Linked DNA regions of Sus scrofa: regions 1 and 3 are each linked to region 2. Evidence: chromatin contacts called from public Hi-C and HiChIP or PLAC-seq data. All regions are on one chromosome and are shown on one strand. The core of a region is the stretch at or near the end of the contact, and the rest is flanking DNA. Distances in the headings are between cores, read along the strand shown.

Evidence for each region. A called contact is a pair of places that touch in the nucleus more often than the background predicts. HiChIP or PLAC-seq counts read pairs in DNA pulled down with a chosen protein or histone mark.
Region 1: a contact with region 2 is called in an H3K27ac HiChIP or PLAC-seq map of alveolar macrophages. The contact joins the promoter of AES here to the promoter of DOHH in region 2. A contact is called at or near these places in 1 of 5 promoter capture datasets (fetal skeletal muscle) and 1 of 2 datasets of contacts at active chromatin or transcription factors (alveolar macrophages).
Region 3: a contact with region 2 is called in a Hi-C map of liver, with 4 times the contacts expected there. The contact joins the enhancer-like site here to the promoter of DOHH in region 2. A contact is called at or near these places in 1 of 5 promoter capture datasets (fetal skeletal muscle) and 6 of 47 Hi-C or Micro-C datasets (embryonic fibroblasts, epiblast stem cells, heart right ventricle and 3 more).

Annotation. Positions count from the first base shown.
Region 1 is chr2:75,489,960-75,494,308 of Sscrofa11.1, forward strand. It overlaps AES (amino-terminal enhancer of split), which reads left to right and starts at 2,249. Exons shown (of 7, transcript XM_021084158.1): 1 at 2,249-2,449; 2 at 3,584-3,681. The coding sequence starts at 2,423.
Region 2 is chr2:75,162,526-75,167,313 of Sscrofa11.1, forward strand. It overlaps DOHH (deoxyhypusine hydroxylase), which reads left to right and starts at 2,011. Exons shown (of 5, transcript XM_003123042.4): 1 at 2,011-2,349. It also overlaps a transcript of FZR1 not described here.
Region 3 is chr2:75,564,311-75,568,571 of Sscrofa11.1, forward strand. No RefSeq gene overlaps it. Among named protein-coding and RNA genes, the nearest start is that of TLE6, 16 kb to the left of the region's middle. Within about 2 kb of position 2,976, at least 64 of the 83 cell types and tissues checked have an H3K27ac peak or open chromatin away from gene starts, as enhancers often do. A contact at or near this core is called in embryonic fibroblasts, fetal skeletal muscle, liver and 2 more, where this site is marked.

The sequences.
Region 1 (4,349 bases), core at 999-3,498, 330 kb after region 2:
CCACTGAGCCACAACGGGAACTCCTGTTTTCTCCATCTTTAAATTCCTGATCCTTTGTAAACACGAGGCCCTGCATTTTCATTTTGCCTTGAGTCCAGAAAATTCTGTACCCCATTCTGACTGGGGACTCCAATATGATTTGTGGGGTCTGCACATTCCAGAACTGTTAGGAATAAATTTTCTAAAAGTTTGTGCCTTTCTCTTTTTTCAGGGCAAGAGGGCATGCAGAAGCCCCAGGGCCAAGGATCAAAACTGCCACAGCAGCAACCAGCGCCACCTCAGTAGACAATGCCAGATGCTTAACCTGTGAACTACTAGGGAACTCCTGTGCCTTTTGTCTCATATGAGGGAGACCCTGCATTTTCGTAGCAGACCCCTTTGGATGCTATCTCATTTAACATGATGGTGTTTTCCTCATTGTGAATTTTTGGACATGAATTTTTATTGTTAAAAATATTGTGTTGGAGTTCCCATTGTGGCACAGCGGAAACAAGTCTGACTAGTATCCACAAGGATTTGGGTTCAACCCCTGGCACTGCTCAGTGGGACAGAGATCTGGCATTGCCATGAGTTGTAGTATAGGTAGCAGATGCAGCTCAGATCCTGTGTTGCTGTGTCTGTGGTGTAGGCCAGCAGCTGCAGCTTCGATTCGACCCCTAACCTGTGAACCTCCATATGCCGTGGGTGCAACCCTAAAAAGAAAAAATATATATACATATGTATAGTGTTAAAGTATTGTTTTATCTTGATGGGTTTTGGGGGTGGGAGGGGCTTAAATTTTGCTTATTCATCTCAACCTTGTCCTGGACCCTCATCTTCCTGGGAAAGGTGACCACGGTCCTAAGTCTCCATTTTACAAATGGGAAAACCCAAGGCTGGAAGAATTTAAATTCATCCAGGAGGCAAAGGTGCATAGTGGATGATGATGATGGTGACAATTAAGAGCCTATGTATTTAGCACTTCCTGGAACTTAATGTGCCTTATTTCTGGTTTCTTGGAGGCCTGCTCTCCACAGGAAAGGGAGAGAGATCCTATCAAAGTCCCCATCAGCCCTGTTTCTCCTCTGCCCACCATCTCACAGGGCTCCCATCTCACTCCGAGCAAGCCCAAATCCTCCCTGAGCCCACAAGGCCCTGCACCATCTGTCCCGCCTCATCACCAGCTACAGAATTTGCAGGCCCCAATGCAAAACAAGACCATTCAAAAATTATTAGGAATTTCCAGACCAACACAGCAGATCATCCACCCAAGCAGAGGCCCTTCTGGAAGCCAGGCCTCTGTGCAAATTCCAGAAGCTGCTAGCCCTGCCCCTCTGCTCCCTTTTCCTCTCAAGCACCCCACCCCCACCTGTGCTAGGCACAGTGCTGCCTCAGTACCTTTGCACTGGCTGTTTCTGCCTCCTAAAATAAGCGACCAACCCCATAGCCTACTGGCTCCCTCTCTCGTCTTCAGATCCGCTTAGCGGCCAAAGAGGTCCATCTGAGTTCCCTCTGTTTAAAATCACATCTTCCCGGCCCTCCCTCCTGCTTTCTTTTCTCTATAGCTGTTACCACCATCTGACCTGCCAGGGACCTGGCTCTTTGGCTGGTCTCTCTGTCTTCTGTCTTCTCCACCAGGGTAGGGACTCTGTACCCCCTCCCACCCCCACCTGGCACACAGTAGGCGCTCCATTAATGTGAGTCAAGGTATGGCTCCCAGGAGGTCGGCGGTATCATCCCCGCCTTTCTACGGAGGAGGAAACCGAGGCTCAGAGAAAAGCCAGTGAGCCAAGGTTACAGAGCATGTCCCTGGCACGCGTCCGGGTCGCGCCATGACAGCGCCGGCGGTTTCGATGGGGGCAGCCGGGCCCCAAGCTTTGACCGATGGGGAAACCGAGGCCCTGGCGGTTGCCGAGGCCACCCGGCCGGGAGGGGCCGCGGCGGGGCGGGGGCGCGCGGGCCCAAGGTCACCGCGCCGGCCGGCCCGGGGGAGGCGGATGGGTGGGGATCCGCGGGCCTCCCCGGGCGCGCGCCCCCCCCTCGGCGGCGCGCACGGGGCCCGGGAAGCAGCAGCGGCGGCGGCGGCGGCGGCGGCGACAGCAGCAGGTGGAGCCGGAGCCTCCGCGCAGCCGAGGCCGCGGCCACTGCCGGCGTCGCCGCCATTAGACAATAGGAGCGGCGGCCGGGCGTGCGGGGAGGCGGGCGGCGGGGAGGGGCGGGGAGGGGCGCCGGGCGCGCAGGAAGCGGGGCCCGGGGCGCGCCGGGGCCGGGCGCGCGGGGAGGGGGCGCAGGAAGCGGGCGAGGCCGGGCGCGGGAGGCGGCGGCGGCGGCCCCGGGAGCTGCCGATCGGCTCCGGGACAAAGGCGCGGCCGCCCGGCGCCCCGAGCAGCCCGAGTCGGGGCGCACAGCCGGGGCGCAGCCTGCGCCCCCCGCCGCGACTGACATGATGTTTCCACAAAGCAGGCATTCGGTAAGCGGGGCCCGTCGGCCCGGCGGCCCCCCCCCCCCCCGTCCGGGCCCGGCACCCCCGGTTCCCAGCCCAGCCACCCCCCCCAGCTCCGGGCCCTGCGTCCCCCTACGTCCTGGCCCGGTATCCCCAGTTCCCAGCCGGGGCTATTCCCTCCCCCAGGTTCGGGCCCTGCGTCCCTCCAGGTCGGGGCCCCGTACCCTCCCATATCCGAACCCAGCGCCCCCTCTAGGTCCAAGCCCTGCGACCCCCTTCCAGGTCCCTGCCAGGCCAACCCCCCGCCTCCAGCTCGGCACCTCCCCCCAACTCCTGGGCCCAGTCCCCTCCAGCTCTGGGCCCAGAGCTGCTCCCCCCCCGCAACCGCCGCCAGCTCCGGGTCCCCCTCCCAGCTTCCGGGCCCAGAGCCCCCCCAGGTCCCCTTTTGCCCCCAGCTCAGAGCACGCCCCAGACCCTGGACCCTGCGCACCCCCACCCCAAGCCAGGCTGGGCCTCGCTGGCCTTGGCCTGGGGCCTGGGGCGCCCCGGGAGCCCCACTAGGCACCTCTAACGCTGGGGCTGCTTTTGGGGCCTGGGAGTGGGGGAGAGTCAAGGCGCACCCCTCCCGGAAGAGCGCGCGGCCTGGAGGAAGGGTGCTAGGAATCTGGGGTGGGCCCCCGCACCCCCGGAAGATTTTGGGCGCTGAGAGCCCCCTCTCCCAAGGGGACTTTGCCAGGAAGCCTGCCCCCGCCTCCCAGCTTTGGGGAGGGGGATTCACTAGGACGCGTTCTCCCCCCTCCCTGAGGCAGTTGGGACGCTCAGACGTGCAACCCCTCCCGGCGCTGTGGAGGCGCGGTAGAGGGCGCACCCTACCCCCCACCAAGGGCGGCCCTTCAAATGCACCCCCACAGCCTGGGGGTGGAGGGGGACGAGCGGCTCCGGGAGCACCCACCCTCCTTAGCTTCTCGGGGAGAGGCGGGGGCAGGAAGCGAGGGCGGGGGCCGAGCCAGGGGCTGTAAACACAGCCAGGGAAGTGGGGCAGGGTGTGGGGGGACGCTGCAGCTGCGCAGGCCGCAGCCTGGTGGAGGGGGGGCGCCCTCAGGGAGGAAGGTGGGTGGCGGCCCCCTCCTGGTCCTGACCCGGGCCGCCCCCTCCCCACAGGGCTCGTCGCACCTACCCCAGCAACTCAAATTCACCACCTCGGACTCCTGCGACCGCATCAAAGATGAGTTTCAGCTCCTGCAGGCTCAGTACCACAGGTGAGCTGAGGGCTGGTGGTCCCTGCCCTGGGTGAAGGTGGAGCCCCCTGCTCAGAAGGCAAGACTGAGGCCTGGAGCTGAAGTTGTGGTCCCTGCTATACACACAGAATGGGGGGAAAAAATCGGTATTGAGTGTCTCATGTGGCAGACCAGGTCTCCAACACTTACGGATATTAAATTCATTTAGTCTTTAGGACAGTCCCATTTCATAGAGGAGAAAACTGAGGCACAAGAATTTAAATAATTTGCCCAAAGACTCAGCCGTCTGGTTTCCAAGCCCCTCTCCCCTCCCCCACCCCCACCCCAGACTGCGTTGGATAAAAGACCTCCCAAGAGCTGGAGTTGGGGGCTGGATCTTCCATCGCCCCACCCACCCCTCAAAAGAAAGTCTATAGCTTGTTATCTCTTTGCCTAGTTTTGGAGAAAAGGTTTCTGGCACCCAGCAGCAAGGCGATGCTCCCTCCAGAATTTAATCTAACATTTCTAAAGGGCTTGCCATGTGCCAGATCTAAGAAAAAGGAACTATTATTATCTTCATTTTACATTTAGGGAAACTTAAACCCAGAGGTGATAGGGGTTTCCTGGGGTTGCCCAGCAGGGAAGTGGCAAAATGAGATTCTCACACTCAGTTTCTGGGTTGAAGACTGCAAAGTCTCAAGCCTTAGCTC
Region 2 (4,788 bases), core at 761-3,260:
TAGCCACCGGCCTACGCCAGAGCCACAGCAACGCAGGATCCGAGCCGCGTCTGCAACCTACACCACAGCTCACGGCAACGCCGGATCATTAACCCACTGAGCAAGGGCAGGGACCGAACCCGCAACCTCATGGTTCCTAGTCGGATTCGTTAACCACTGCGCCACGACGGGAACTCCAAAGGAAGGAAATTCTGACACATGCTACAATGTGGATGAACCCTGAGGACATAATGCTCAGTGAAATAAGCCAGACAATGGAAGTACAGATAATGTATGATTCCACTTTCTAAGGTTCCAAGAGTAGCCAAATTCATAGAGACAGAAAATATAATAGAGGTTACAAGCCCTGAGGCCACTGTGAATAATGCTTCGATGGTGGGTTAAGGATCTGGCGTTCCCATGAGCTGTGGTGTAGGTTGCAGACGCAGCTTGGATCTGGTGTTGCTGTGGCTGTGGTGTAGGCTGGTGGCTACAGCTCCGATTTGACCCCTAGCCTGGGAACTTCTATATGCCAAGGATGTGGCCCTGAAAAGACAAGGACAAAAAAAAGAAAGAAAAGTAATAATGCTGCTATGAGCATGGATGTACAACTATCTGTGTGAGTTCCTGCTTTTATGTCTCTTGGGTGTAACTAAGGGTAATTGCTGGATCACATGGTAGTTCTATGTTTTAACTTCTTGAGGAACCACAGTACTGTTTTGATATAATCGCTTACAAGCTCTCTTTTCTTCTTGTAGGCAACATCCTGATGACACCAGTGGTGGTTCAGACTCTTAATAGGAGCAGTAGAAATGACCGAAGTGCCTGGATGCCAACTCTAAGTCAGAGGTGGAGTTAACAGGACCTTGGATTGATAGGATGGGGAGGCTACTGGCTAATGGTTGGTCTCTCCTTCCTACATGTCAAAAAACTTGTATTATCCTTGGAGTTCCCTTCATGGCTCAGTGGTTAACAAGGCCGACTAGGATCCATGAGGATGTGGGTTCCATCCCTCAGTGGGTTAAGGATCCGGCGTTTCGGTGAGCTGTGGTGTAGGTCACAGACACGGCTCGGATCTGGTGTTGCTGTGGCTGGGGCATAGGCCAGCAGCTACAGTTCGGATTCCACCCCTAGCCTGGGATCTTCCATATGCCACGGGTGGGGCCCTAAAAAGCGAAAAAAAAAAAAAAAAAAAAAACCCCAAAACACACACACAAAACCCCTTGTATTATCCTTAAAAGAACTCTTTCTTTTAAATTCCATACCCATTCCAGCCACAAACTATTTGCTCCACCTTCAAAGTTAACTTAGAATCTGAGTTATTTCTGTTTTCTCGCTTCCACCGTTCCCCTCCTTGTCCGTTATCTACTCACCAGTCTGAATATCCTGTTAACAGTCAGGGCATGCCATTTCCCTGATTACGACACTCCAGTGGCTTCTCATTTTGTCAGAGTAAAGCCAAGTTCTTTAAAACTGCACACCCCATAACACGCACCGCGTTGACTTTTTTCTCTTTAGCCCAGCATGTGCTTTTACTTACTATTGTTTGTTTCCTTCAGACAATCAAATGAGGTTTATGAGGGCAAGGGCTTCAGCCCATCGTCCTCAGCGCCCATTTACAATTTATTAAATGATGAATGAATGAATGGGTCAAGTCCTTTATTAATCCTTCCCTTGGAGTTCCGGTCTTGGCACAGTGGAAACGAATCCGACTAGAAACCATGAGGTTGCGGGCACCCTGGCCTCGTTCGGTGGGTTAAGGATCCGGCATTGCCGTGAGTTGTGGTGTAGGTCGCAGACACTCGGCTCGGATCTGGTCTTGCTGTGGCTCTGGCGTAGGCCGGCAGCAACAGCTCGGATTAGACCCCTGGCCTGGGAACCTCCATATGCCGCGGGTGCGGCCCTCAAAAGACAGAAAAAAAAAATCCTTTCCAATCTCGCTTCCAGCCCAGGGAATCCATTAGTCACGCCCCTGAAACTTGACCACGCCCCGGGGACACTACGCATGCTCTGTCCCTAGCCAGCCCACCTCCGTGCTGAATCGGCACAAACCATTTCTACTCGTCCTACCGAGTGGGTAGGCCGCAGAAAATCTCTCGCAGGGGAAGGATGGAAGTTGCCCTTCCGCTTTCCTGAGGAATGCTCATAGACTCCGACTGACGTATGAGTATGAACTCTGGCACAGGTGATAACTCGCGCTTCCGTAGCTCCTCATTCTGTGGAGCCTCTGACTGGATTTCCACCCCCCCGGTGCTGCGTTGGTGTCGTCCGACCCGGTCACGTGGGTGATAAGATGGCGGCCCCCAGAGCACTCTGTGAGCGTCGAGGTTGGTGAAGAGGTGGTGGCAGCGGCGGGAGCCGGACGGTCTGGTAGGTCTTTCGATCTGGGAGCTCGCTGGAGCGTTCTGGCGGCGGGGAGCACAGGGTGGGGTCCAGGCCTGGCGAGCGGGAAAGAGGAGGGCGCCTCATTTGGAATCCCGGCGCTGTTCGTTGGCTGGTGGGGGAGAGTAAAAAGGCCTCCTCCGACAGGTCCCGGCGAGATCTTTCCCCTTAGTTCTGGAGACCCTATCTCTGAGGATCCATTCGCTGAAGAGTCAAAGTGTGGGGCGGGGGTCCCAGATAGGGCGACTCCTTTCTCGGGGTTCTGGAAAAACCAGCCTGTGAGGGGTCCAGTACTGGGGATCCACGTAAACAGTTCTAGAGACATCCAGATGCTAGGAGACTCTTCCAAAGAGCTTTGAGAAGCCTGTCCTCGCTGGGGGATCCTGCAAGCAGCCCTGAGGTATGCCTTGTCGGAGCGATCCCTCTTTGAGAAAGGTATCTGTCAGAAGTCTTTTTGTTGGGAATTCTTGGTTTAGAGGGGCCAGATTTCGGGGATCCTGAACTCTTCATCCCTTACTAATTCTTCGTGTCTGTCTCTAAGACACACCTTCGCAAGAGTGAGCGGATCCCCAGATTCTGACTTGGCTGAGGGCGGGTCCTCCAACCCCACGCCCACACCCTTGAAAAATGGGCCTGAGGTATGAGTGGCAGGCTTCAAGTGGTTAGGTGTACCTCCTTTGTCCTTCAGAGCACAAAGATGGGTGTTGGACTCCCTGCTGGTATTTTAATACCAGCGCTGGTTTATCAAGTGCATCCTAAGTGCCATCATGGTACTCAGTGCTCTATGAACATAACTTCATTCATAGCAACTCTGTGAGGTTGATGTGCCCGATGTTACAGATGATACAGAGTTATACTGTGTATAAAGCGCTTAGTACCGTGTCTGGCAGACACTGGATGGTCAATTCATTCAAGGGCACTTTTTGAATACCTGCTACCATGGTGACAGACGCTGTGCTAGGTCTTGGGGTCATGGCAAGGAAGAAAATAGTGTGTGTCTCTCCTTTGTGTCTTGAGGGAGGCCCTGCATAAATCAGGAGTCAGGAGTCCTGAGTCCTGTCTGACCTTGATTTGCTGTGTGACTCCAAACAGGTCACAGCTAATCTGTGTAGAACGAGTTCGGGTCTCAGTGGTCCCTAACACCTTGCCAGCTTGCTCACCCCTGGCTTCTGGGGTTTCTGTTGGTCCCTCTTTTCAGAGTTACCTCCTTTGATAGTCACTTATGCTCAGGCAGCCGCACCTCCCTCATTAAACCAGGTCTGCCCTGCTAGCACCACTGGGAGCTACAGCCTGTTGTCAGGTTCATGAAGCATCCTTGTTGGTCTGGAAGATGGAGCGGGGTGGGGGTGGGGTGTGGGGAAATTTCTCCCAGGCTGAGCTGTGTCCTTACATAATTTTTTTTTTTTTTGGCTGAACCCATGGCATACGGGACTTCCCAGGCCGGGGATCAAATACAAGCTGCAGCTGTGACGTAGGCTGAAGCTGCAGCAATGCAGGATCCTTAATGTGCTGTGCCACAGCGGGAGCTCCTGTCCTTTCATCTTAACTCATCTGTTCAACATGGGGTATGTGGTTTAGAGCTTGACTCTGGAGCCCAGCTGCCTGGATTGATAACTCTTCACTCTGTTCCTAAGCAAGTGATTCGGCTCTCTATGCTTGTGTTTTCTCTCCTATTAAAAGGTGGCGATCCCATTGCTTGTCTTAAAGGGTTATGGCAAGGATGAAATGAGTTCAGGAATGTAAAGGGCTCAGAGGAGACGCCTGGCACATCACACGTCCTATGTAAATGTCAGCTGCCGTTATCCTATGACCGTTGTTCTTACTGAGGAACTGTGTGCTGAAAGTAGGGGTGACTAAGAGAGACTCCATCCCTGCTTCATATTCTAGTGAGGGATAAGATGGACCATAAACAGCTAAGCTGAAATATCAAATACAGTATCTTGTGGTGGTAAGTGCTTCAAAGAGCAATAAAGCAGAACAAGACTAGAATCGGAAAGGCTTCCCTAAGGAGCTGGCATTTGCCGTCTCAGGGATGAGCATGGTGGTCTTTGGGGAAGATGTTCCTGGGGAGGAGAACAGCCTGTGCAGAGGTGCCTGGTGTGTTGAAGGAACACTGAGGAGGCCTGTTTGGTCGAGTGAAAGAAGCTAAGAAGAGAGAGGGAGGAGGTGAGAGGGAGGAGGTGATGGGGGCACATTGTGCAGGGCCTTTGAGACAGTTAAGGAGCTTGAGTCAGGACTTTGTGAGGGAGGCACTGGTCCAGTTTATATACTGAAAGGGTTCTCATGTCAGTTACCAATGCTTTGTAAATTACCCCATACTTAGCAGCCTTTAAACAATAGTAAACACTATCTCACAGTTTCTGTGGACTCGGATCTATGCCTGGTTTTGTTGGGTGGTTGTGGCTGTAATCTCTCATGAGGTTGCAG
Region 3 (4,261 bases), core at 1,726-4,225, 400 kb after region 2:
GATGTGGGTGCAGTCAAAAAATAAATAAGGAAGTTCCATTGTGGTTCAGTGGAAACGAACCTGACTAGCATCCATGAGGTCGCAGGTTTGATCCCTGGCCTTGCTCAGTGGGTTAAGGATCTGGTATTGCCGTGAGCCGTGGTATAGGTTACAGACTCAGCTCAGATCCCAAGTTGCTGTGGCTGTGGCATAGGTAAGTAGCTGAGGCTCTATAAATAAATAAATATATAAATAAAATTTTAAAATAAAAAATTTTAAAAAACCACACTAATAGAAACATAAGAAAACTGTCACTTTTGATCATTCATTGGCTACCCATATGCTTTCTAGTGCAAACTACAAAAGTATTTTAGGTAACTTTTTATTTGGATATAATTTAAAGCTTATAGAAAGAATGCACCATCAGGAGTTCCTGTCGTGGCGCAGTGGTTAACGAATCCGACTAGGAACCATGAGGTTGCGGGTTCGGTCCCTGGCCTCGCTCAGTGGGTTAGGGATCCAGCGTTGCTGTGAGCTGTGGTGTGGGTCGCAGATGCGGCTCGGATCCCACGTTGCTGTGGCTCTGGCGTAGGCTGGCAGCTCAGCTCTGATTGGACCCCTAGCCTGGGAACCTCCATATGCCACGGGAGCGGCCCAAAAAATGGCAAAAAGACAAAAAAAAAAAGCACCATCAGTACCAAGAACTCCTGCGTGTTCCTTCTCCACCCAGTTGTCCCCATGTTAATAGCTTGTCCCTTTTTGTGCCATCATTCCCTCTGTGTGTAGATACACATATGTATAAAGTAACTGTGCATTTTTCTCTCCTTTAACTCTGGGAGTAAATTAACATCTGTGGCCCTGTAACCAAGCAGGAGCCTATGGGCCCTTCACGGGACAACCCCCACCCCCCATGATCCCCACCTGCCTCTTGTCTGTATAAAAACCTTTAGCCGCCTAGGCCTTCCTGGAGGACCAAAGAATAAATTCAGAGAACTTAGAAAACGCAGAAAGAAGGGAAAACAGTCAAGCAAGACAAAAGTAATAATAGCTTGGCCTTTAAACAAAGTCAAGGACCTTTAATTCCTCCTCAAGGGCTACAAACAATATTCTGAGTCCTGTCCTTGAGCTGTTTTGCAGATAACAAAGTCCCCACCAGGTGGAAGAAGTTAACTGCATGCTGCCCAAGAACACGTAGACCCCAGACCGGTCGGAACCAGAAGGTTGATGATGTTGACTCCCAATTACCTCACCAACAACCAATCAGAAGAATGTCCACCAGCTGAGCCCGGACCCTGCACCCCTCCTCCCTCATCACGTCCTTAACAAACCTTTCCCTGAAAGCCCTAGGGAGTTCTGGTCTTTAGAGAATTAGCTGCCAGGGTTCCTTGCTTGATGTCTTCAATAAACGTTGCCGTTTCCTTCATCACAATCCGGTGTGAGTAAATTTGCTTTACTGCACACAGGTGAGCCAAGTTTGTTTATCCTGAAATACTTCAGTGGTTAGTCCCAAACAGCCAGCTCGAGGTTTTGGTGGTGAAAGGGGGCCCTCTTGTGGTCCTGATTTTCTCCATTGAAAGCGTTCTTTGTATATTGTGGACACAATGACTGTCAGGATCTGTTTCACAAACATTTTCTCCTTGTTGTGGCTTGCCTGCTTGATTTCTCACAGGGGTCTTCAAAGAGAAAATATTCAAAATTTTAATAATCCACCTGATCTTTTCTTTGTGTGTCTTTGCCACATTTTGTATCCTAGCTAAGAAATCTTTTCCTTAACCGAGGTCACAAAGAATTTTCTCATCTGTTTTTTTTTAGGTGTTTCAGAGTTTTAGCTATTACACTCAGGCCTATGATATGCTCAGAACTGATTTGCGTGCACTATAGTAGGAGGAAGTTATCATTTCCAAACAGACACGTCCTTAAAAGGAAAACCTACATGTAAGAATTTTTTATTCTCCCTAATTGAATGTAAATTCAGCAAACTGCACCACATCCTGGCCACCTTCCATTGTACATGTGAGCTTCTTCAAGTGCCTGAGATGACAGCTTACACCCAAGAGCTGCCCAGAGTCCTCAGACCTCCCCAAATTCACCTCCGTCACCCTGGCACTCTCCTGTACCAGAGGCATCCTATCTAGAATCTGGAAAAGGACTGGGGTTGGGTTCCCAGAATAGGGAGAGAGGGCAATTAGGGCAGTATAGAGGTTTCTCTGTGATGGGAACTAAACAGCTGTGCGGGGCCTGGAGGAGGCAGCAGGGACAGGTGCTCTTAGTTGCTCCCCTGTCCACATTGGGATATATTACGTTTATTATATATATTCTTTATTAACATGGTTAATTTTTTGTCCTTCTCCACTAGAATCTAAGAAGGATGAATGCAATGATTTTTGTGTTCGTTTACTGTTGTCTTCCCTAATGTAGAGAATAGAGTCTGGAATACAGAGATGCTTAATAAACATTTTTTTTTTTTTTTGAGGAATCCACTTGCGTTTTTCCCTCCTATACCCTAATGCAAAAAGAGACACAAATGCGAAAACGTGAACTAGGCCGCCATCCAGTGGCCACTATGGAGTATCACAACGCATTTATCAGAAAAGCAATTGGTAGAGAAATGAATAAAATGGGACCCCAGTTCTGGAAGAAGAGAGTGACTTTTGGGGAAGAAACATTCCAACAACTGGAATGTCTTTTTACAGAGGTGTATTAGCTTGAGGAAAGTGTTCGCAGAAATAACCAGTTATTGCTCATGTGACAGACCACAGCTTATCACAGTCACCTGGGGGCTCAGTAATTGCACGGGAAATCACGTGGCACCCCTGGGCCTCTTTCTAGCCATAGCCACGCCCATGTGGGAACCCTTCCTTAACCACGCCCACAATCAATTCCAGCTTCAGGAAAGACCTACGGGGGGGGTGGGGCCAGGCACTGTGCCCAGTAGCACCCCAGTGAACAGGGAATAGCGTTTCTCTGCTCGACGATTGGAGGACACAGCCAGCCCGCCCATCCTCGGGGATCCGCCAATCCCAAACTCGGGCCTGCCCCCTTTTCCGCTCCCAGCAGCCCCGGAGCCGGATGCGGAATGGCGATCGGGAGCCAACCGCGGCGACTGCTGTGTTAGCCTACATAGGCTCCTGAGGGTGGTTGTTCCGTAATCCACCGCAGGGCCGAGCCGCGCTTGGAGTGGGTCAAAGGGCGGGGCACAGTTCAAAGGGCAGGGGGCGGGGTTGTTTAAAGGGCGAATTCTAGCGTCCAGCCCGAGTCGAACTGGATTGGGCCTTTGGGTTTAGTGTGAAGCGCGGGACTTTTTGACGCCCTAAACCGTAGGACTCGCGCGGGACTCATTTTAGAGTTGCCGGGAAGGCGTGTGGGTGAGATGTAAATACATCCTGGTTTCCGTTGGCGCAGAGCAACGCTGAGCCACGTGCAAAGGGGTCACCGTGGGGTCTGGACCGCGACATGGACCCAGGTCCTGTTTTCGTGAGAAATACAGAGATGAGATGCCTGTGGATTGTAGAGTCCGGAAACCCTTTATCTGAACCCTGAACCTGGGTGGAAATGGAGTAGGATTCTTGGTATCCAAGAGAATCTGAGCTTCCAGGCGGGAGAGGGACGTTATCTTCTTACTGATAAGGTTACGGTCGGAAGCTATGCTGTTAATGGACAGAGTTTACAGCTAGGTAGACAGGAATGCCTCAAAAGGGGGTTGTTTTGACACTTTCAGCTGCAGCGTGTTCTTGGAGCTTATCTTGCTTCCTGTTGATTTTGCAAGTGGCTTCACCCGCCCTCCCAGCCTGATGAATGTCAGGGCAGGTACTACTTTTATCAGTTGATTTTTATTATGCCACTGGTATTCCATGCATGGAGACTTTTCTTCTCGGGGGGGGCGCCAGCTTTGGGTTCCGGTCTTGGCTTCAAGCCTTTATTATTTCTCCGGTGATATTGGGCAAATTGTTAATTCTTCCAGAGCCTCAGTTTCCACATCTGTAGAACAAACGTACATTGCATTGCCTCCATTTAGTAAGAGATGAAGGCAACGTAAAGTGTTGATTATTGTTAGTATCAGCTAATCGTCGTGGTCGTCATCTTCATGTTAAAGTCTTAGACGGCACAGCGGAAACGAATCCGACCAGGAACCATGAAGTTGCTGGTTCCATTCCTGGCCTCGCTCGGTGGGTTAAGGATCTGGCGTTACCGTGATCTGTGGTGTAAGTCGCAGACGCGGCTCCGATCTCGCGTCGCCGTCGCTGTGGCTGTGGTGTGGGGCAGCGGCTGCAGGTCCGATTAG